2 separate regions of the Mus musculus genome follow, and region 1 is linked to region 2. Evidence: chromatin contacts called from public HiChIP or PLAC-seq data. All regions are on one chromosome and are shown on one strand. Each heading gives the region's core, a stretch centred on a gene start, on an enhancer-like site or on the middle of the called end of the contact. The rest is flanking DNA. Distances are from core to core; before and after follow the strand shown. Region 1 holds the start of Sox14 (SRY (sex determining region Y)-box 14). Region 2 has its middle 9.4 kb from the start of Gm28166.

Region 1 (3,378 bases), core at 801-3,300, 560 kb after region 2:
ACTGTCTAGGAAGCCAGCTCAGAATAAAAGAACCTGAGACCCAGCGTCAGATCCCTCATTAAGCAATGTCCAAGAAGTTGAGAAGTTGTACTACAATGGCCTAAACCTCTAAGTGTGGCTGGTGAGTCCTCACTCTGCAAACACGGTTATTTCTCTCATTTCTTTCCAAAGCAGCTACCATCACCCAGTAGAATTAGTATCTCTGGATCTCCAATCCCCTAGTGTAGCAGGTGAGATCTAAGCAGGAGTTGGCTTCTAAATGTTGAAATTCTCCTGGAAGTTCGCAGAACGGTACTTCTGCTTTAGTAATCTCTAGGGAGGTGGGGGCCAGGGGGGAGCGGAAAGAAGAGAAGGGAGAGGTGAGGAGAGAGAAGGGGACGGGAGGGAAGGAGAGAGGTAGAAAGGAGAGAAGCTGAGAGTGAAGGGCCACCTTTGGAGGAATTCAAATGTTGTGTATCTGCTTTACAATAGGAAGGTAGCCTCCCCAGGTAGAGGTGAAAGTTTTCTCAGAAAGTAGGGGCTCCAGCTGCCTCTAAATAAATCAGAATGAAGATCAGTTCTCCCGGAAATTATTCCTCATCTGTGAAATGGGAATAACATCCAACACTGTTAAGAACAGCCCTAAAGCTGACCGATTTCCCGCCCCCCCCCCGCCCCCACGTTTTTGCAATCATAGGAAGCGGAAATAAATTCTCTCCTTCAAACACAACACACTACATTAAAAAAAAAGGCCCTCCCTTCTTGCCGCCCACCTACCCCCACTCGCAGCTTCTGGTAGCCGACTGCGCCGTGGGCATTTCGGCCTGTCCTCCTCCCGGGAGAGACTGGCTAGCGCAAAAGCCAATAAGTCTGGAACACACTCCAGTCCTTCAGGACCCGGGACAATGGTTTCCATTTAATAAATATTTCCCCCAAGGGCATTTCGCATCGGCCAGGCAATTATTCAAAGAAAACAGGCTCGCAGGTTGGCTCGGCGGGTTATTTCGTCCTCTTTACCCGAAGAATGCTCATCTGACTCGAGAAACGAGCCCCCATCCTCACTGGGTGGGAAAAGGCACCCTGAGAAAAATTGACCCTAGCTAAGAGGGTACAGCCTGAGGCTCCACGCTGCAGGCGCAGAAGAGAGACCAGGAAGGTCCCCAAGCCCCGCCTTCCCTCTGCCCTTGCAGTTTGGACGTTGAGGGAAGCTTCGAGTTTTAAATCGCCTAATAATAATAACATAGGTGAATAAGAATCAGGATGGACCTCTGCCTACCACACTCAACCCTCAAAGTGAAGAGTCCTAGTGGCAAGGGCCCCCAAAGTGAAGAGTGTTAAGGGCTTGCCAATCAGGACTCTAAACCTCTGCGAAGCCCGCATGAAGCATCCTGGTCTCGGCTCAAAGCTCTTGGCTCCGACCCCCAGGGACCCAGAACTGCTCCGCAGAGCGTCCTGGATTACAGGTGGAGGCGCCGCCTAAAGCCAACCTGGGAGAATGATACCAAAGCACCGTAGATGTTCTGGCGCGAAAAGTTTATTTTGGTTTTGGCCTGAGTTTGATATATTCTTTTCCTCTCCCAAGGATCTTTGACAAGTGTGTGTTGTTGGGGGCGGGGTGGGGGTAGAGGGTGCTGTCTTCCCATTTGGTGACGGGACTGTCCTATTTATCTACGTGAGCTCTGGGCTTGCTGGCTTGGCTGACAGCTTCCTGGGTCTTTATATTATTAGAAGCACCGGTTCTCCTTTGAACAACTGGGGAAGAAAAACAGGGGTCACGAAGAGTTTTAATTTTTTGACAGTGCCAGAGACAATGTGAACCCCCGCCCCGAATCCTGAGCTATCAAGCCGCTCTGTTCGCGGTGGCGGTCTCTCTGTCCCTCATACCTCTCCCCGCCCCCATCAGGGACGCTCCGGGTTTCCACTACTCGCGAGTTGGCAGGTGCGCCCCCTCGCCTTCCCTGCTGCTGATTGGAGCCCAGGTTGGGGAGTCGCCGCCCCGCGCTTATGTCAGAGTGCGTGCGGTCCCGGCCCACCTCGCCTTTGAACTTCGCCGCTTTTGGCTGCAGTTCACCAGCCTCCCCGCATTCTCGGCCAGGTGCAGTGCTAGGCAAAGCAGCGCCCGGAAACCACGGGAGGGGGGGAGCCACGGCCAGAGAAGCCAGGGGAGAGACGGGAAGGAGAGAAGGCGAAGGTGAAGAGGGAGCGAAGGAGGAATCTCCTGCCCTTGCCAGAAAATTACCTAGCCACTTAATCCCAAGACTCTGGTACTTGGGCCCCAATCTCTGGTGCCCACAGACTCCAGGCCGAGCGCCCTCTCATCCCCGCTGCCCTTCCTACCCTTCGGCCCCCTGGGGGCTGCCTGGGGGCTGGGACTGGCATGATCAGTTGAAAACTTTGCAGGGTCAGCTCTTCTCTCTGATTTCCCCTCTGCGGCTCCGAGACGAGGGGAGTTCAGAGTCCCGGGCTCAGGACGGACAGAAAGACAGACGGCCAACCGCGCCCAGGCTCGCCCGCAGAGCCCCTGCATTCCCCGCCCCCGCCCGCCTCGCCGGGACCATGTCCAAACCTTCAGACCACATCAAGCGGCCCATGAATGCCTTCATGGTATGGTCCCGGGGCCAGCGGCGCAAGATGGCCCAGGAAAATCCCAAGATGCACAACTCGGAGATCAGCAAACGCCTGGGCGCCGAATGGAAGCTCCTGTCCGAGGCAGAGAAGCGGCCTTACATCGATGAAGCCAAAAGGCTGCGCGCCCAACACATGAAGGAGCACCCTGACTACAAGTACCGGCCGCGGCGCAAGCCGAAGAACCTGCTCAAGAAGGACAGGTATGTCTTCCCCCTGCCCTACCTGGGCGACACGGACCCGCTCAAGGCGGCCGGCCTGCCCGTGGGGGCTTCCGACGGCCTCCTGAGCGCGCCCGAGAAAGCCCGGGCCTTCTTGCCGCCTGCCTCGGCACCTTACTCCCTGCTGGACCCTGCGCAATTTAGTTCCAGTGCCATCCAGAAGATGGGTGAAGTGCCCCACACGTTGGCCACCAGCGCGCTGCCCTACGCGTCCACCCTGGGCTATCAGAACGGCGCCTTCGGCAGTCTCAGCTGCCCCAGCCAGCACACGCACACGCACCCGTCCCCCACCAACCCGGGCTACGTGGTGCCCTGTAACTGTACCGCCTGGTCTGCCTCCACCCTGCAGCCCCCTGTCGCCTACATCCTCTTCCCAGGCATGACCAAGACTGGCATAGACCCTTATTCGTCAGCCCACGCTACGGCCATGTAACCCCAAGCTTGGCCCGGACCTGATGGGTAGCGTGGAAGCAGAGATCTGAATCCTTTCCTTTGCACCTAGTCTGGCCCGCAGATGCCTCTGGGTCAGGCCTGCCGCTGCCCCTTGCCCACC
Region 2 (3,169 bases), core at 597-3,096:
TCTGATTTTCTACTTCATAGACCCTTGTCATTCTTTCTCTTCCTCTGGCCTGAGGACCCTCAGTTTACAGAACTTTCCTCATCTTCCATAGTTGACTTATCCAAACAGTGATCATCATCTCTACCTTTAAGGATATTTTGAATAGCTAACCCTAAGCGTGTGTCTCAGCTTGCAATGCATGTATCCATGCAGTATTATACCATTTATTTATTTTTTTTAAACATTTTTTATTTTATTTTATTTTTTTTATTAGGTATTTTCCTCGTTTACATTTTCAATGCTGTCCCAAAAGTCCGCTATACCCACCCCCCAATCCCCTACCCACCCACTCCCCCTTTTTGGCCCTGGGGTTCCCCTGTACTGGGGCATATACAGTTTGCAAGTCCAATGGGCCTCTCTTTGCAGTGATGGTCGACTAGGCCATCTTTTGATACATATGCAGCTAGAGTCAAGAGCTCCGGGGTATTGGTTAGTTCATAATGTTGTTCCACCTATAAGGTTGCAGTTCCCTTTAGCTCCTTGGGTAATTTCTCTAGCTCCTCCATTGGGGGCCGTGTGATCCATCCAATAGCTGACTGTGATCATCCACTTCTGTGTTTGCTAGGCCCCGGCATAGTCTCACAAGAGACAGCTATATCTGGGTCCTTTCAGCAAAATCTTGCTAGTGTATGCAATGTATACCATTTATTTATTTGTATGCTTACATGTGTGTGTGTACAAGCATGAGGGTATGCATGTTACAGAACATGCATGGAACTCAGAGAACAGCTTATGGGGATTGGCTCTCTCCCTCCAATTTGTGGGTTCTAGGGATGAAACTCAGTCCGTCAGGTTTGGTGACAGGCACCTTTACCCGGTGAGCCATCTCAGTGGCCCTGTCAAACAGACTAACCACACAAGCAACAACAAAAAACAGCCAATAAAGCAAGTGGAGGGTGAGGAGACCTGTAACAATACCTTCTTCAAAATAAGAGTGACAAGAAATGATGATAAGGCTGGGTCTGATAGCACACACCTTTAATCTCAGCACTCAGGAGGCAGAGGCTGGCAGATCTCTTTGAGTTCCAAGCCAGCCTGGGGAGTAAGTGTGAGGCTGGCCAGGGCTGCAGAGTGAGACCTAATCTTAAAGAAAGAAAAGAAAATGAATGCTAATGAGGAATGTCAGCTGGATTTGGTCCCCACATGTTCCTCAAGGCAGAGTCATGGGACTTGTTCACGAACCACTCATAATGGCGGTCGGTGTCTGCTCACCTCATTCATTAGTGTGTCTGGCTTGCCGTGCCGACCTTGCAGCTGCTCACTGTAGATGCTGGGTGAATGAAGCTGTTCACACACCACGTTCTGGACAAGGGGATCTAAAGTTGTCCAGATTTCTGTCTGACAATTTTTAGCTCTCAGAATACAGGGAAAGAAGAGGTTTTTGTTTGTTTGTTTTAAAGATGGCTACTTGCTACTTACTAATGAAGGGAGACAGATCTTGAGCAAGTCTTGAATTATGTCATAATGAAAACATACAATAGTAGACGATTAGATAATTGTTCCTTACTCATTTTTTTCTTTCTTTCAATCCGGAGTTGAACTTAGGGCCTCACACATGCGGGGCCAATGAGTCACCACTGAGTTATGTCATCAGTCCTCTTACTAAAAATGTTTTTAAAGAATGAGAACTATACTATCGGGGTGATATGTCCCTCCCTGAATGAAGGCCCCACCCGGAATCTTCCAGGTGACCATCAGAGACTCCTTTGTCCTATAAAGAGATTCAACACAGAGGCTTACATCTTGGATGGTGGAAAACAGACTGCCTCTGCCTGTGACTCATGTTGGCAAAAAGAGAAGAGGAACTGAGTTTCAGAGTCCCTGCAAGTAGCAGGGGAGGGATCTTGCCGGCAACACACTCTCTGTGTTCCCTGTGTGCTGGAGGCTCTCCAGCTGGCCACAGCCTGGCTTTTCAAGAGGCAATTAGGATGCGAAGCCTGGTTGCAAGCTTGTTCGTGCACAGAGCTCTGCTCACCTCTGTCCCTTCGACCCTGCCTGGGCCCATTCTTGAGTGTGAAAGTTCTGATTGTTATCTCCGTTACAGAATCCCATTCTTTGTCTGTTCTCCTCTGCCTTCACCCTCAGTTTCTTTGAATGTCCTTTCATGGGACGACTTGATCTGCTCCCACAGAAATGCAATTATCAGAAATCAACCTCTCTCACCCATTTCCGCCCTAAGCAGCTTTTGCCCACTGGTGAATTTCACATTGTACTGAGAAAGTCAGCAACTAATACTAATAATAATAAAATATGTTTGTATTTTTAGATGACTTTTTCCACCGGGGACTCCCTGGCGAGAGCAGGGCGCTGGGCAGAATGACGGGGTGTATGAGCCGGAAATAGAGAGCCAGAAGAGGCCTGGCCAGCTGAAGGCTTTTCTTGACAGCTAATTTCCATTTTTTGGTATCAAGGGGTCTGTGCCAGTAATTGGCATGCAGATTGTGTCTGATGGGCCTGTTATACAGAATAAAGGAATCTGCTAGTTAGAATAAGCCAACCCCAGGCTGATGGATGGGGCATAAGGAGGTCATTGCGAAAGAGAAATTGTGTGTGTGTGTCCCTGTGCGTGCGTGTGTTTCACAAGAACCCATGCCCCTCCTCCCCCTCTTTATCCAGCCAACTCTAATCTTTCATATTGCACTGAGACAAATGTCACTCCATTTCTTCCCCTCTCTCTGTTTTTCCTTGAAGGGATATTTGATAGAACCTACTCTAGGTTTTTTAATAAAGTATGGGGGCAAAGGAGAAATTAAAGCGGTGTCATGGTTTGTTAACAGCTCAGGATCATCCAAGGATGGGCCCAGGCTACAAATTATACTCTGGAATTAATTGGTAAGAGATAGTTCTCCTGTCCATCACTCTTAATCCGGCAGCTGTGGGATACCAACAGGAAAACGTGCGTGGACGTCGGAGTCCTCTTGGCTTTGTCTAAGTCAGTGCACTGGTCAGTCGGTTGTTCCCTTCATGATGTAGGCACGTGCTGTTGGCTGTTTCTGTTTAGGTGAACTAACTGGTGCTGGGGCTCCTTCTAAGGAGGATGTTCCGGGAAGGAGGATGTTCCGGGATGCTGTGGGCCACAGGAGTAATTAGCTAGACTTCCAGGGGAATAGAAGCTAAAAGAGAAGCTAGC

The links. HiChIP or PLAC-seq counts read pairs in DNA pulled down with a chosen protein or histone mark.
Region 1: a contact with region 2 is called in an H3K4me3 HiChIP or PLAC-seq map of embryonic forebrain, with 6 times the contacts expected there. The contact joins the promoter of Sox14 here to the enhancer-like site in region 2. A contact is called at or near these places in 5 of 39 promoter capture datasets (embryonic stem cells, hippocampal neurons, liver and 1 more), 3 of 484 Hi-C or Micro-C datasets (the 3T3-L1 cell line, embryonic stem cells and long-term hematopoietic stem cells), 13 of 115 datasets of contacts at active chromatin or transcription factors (astrocytes, craniofacial prominence, embryonic basal ganglia and 8 more) and 1 of 9 other capture datasets (embryonic stem cells).

Annotation. Positions count from the first base shown.
Region 1 is chr9:99,874,842-99,878,219 of GRCm38.p6, reverse strand. Sox14 (SRY (sex determining region Y)-box 14) reads left to right here and starts at 2,050. Exons shown (of 1, transcript NM_011440.1): 1 at 2,050-3,378. The coding sequence starts at 2,536. The coding sequence ends at 3,258.
Region 2 is chr9:100,438,993-100,442,161 of GRCm38.p6, reverse strand. No RefSeq gene overlaps it. Among named protein-coding and RNA genes, the nearest start is that of Gm28166, 9.4 kb to the left of the region's middle. Within about 2 kb of position 1,846, at least 110 of the 459 cell types and tissues checked have an H3K27ac peak or open chromatin away from gene starts, as enhancers often do. A contact at or near this core is called in astrocytes, embryonic basal ganglia, embryonic forebrain and 1 more, where this site is marked.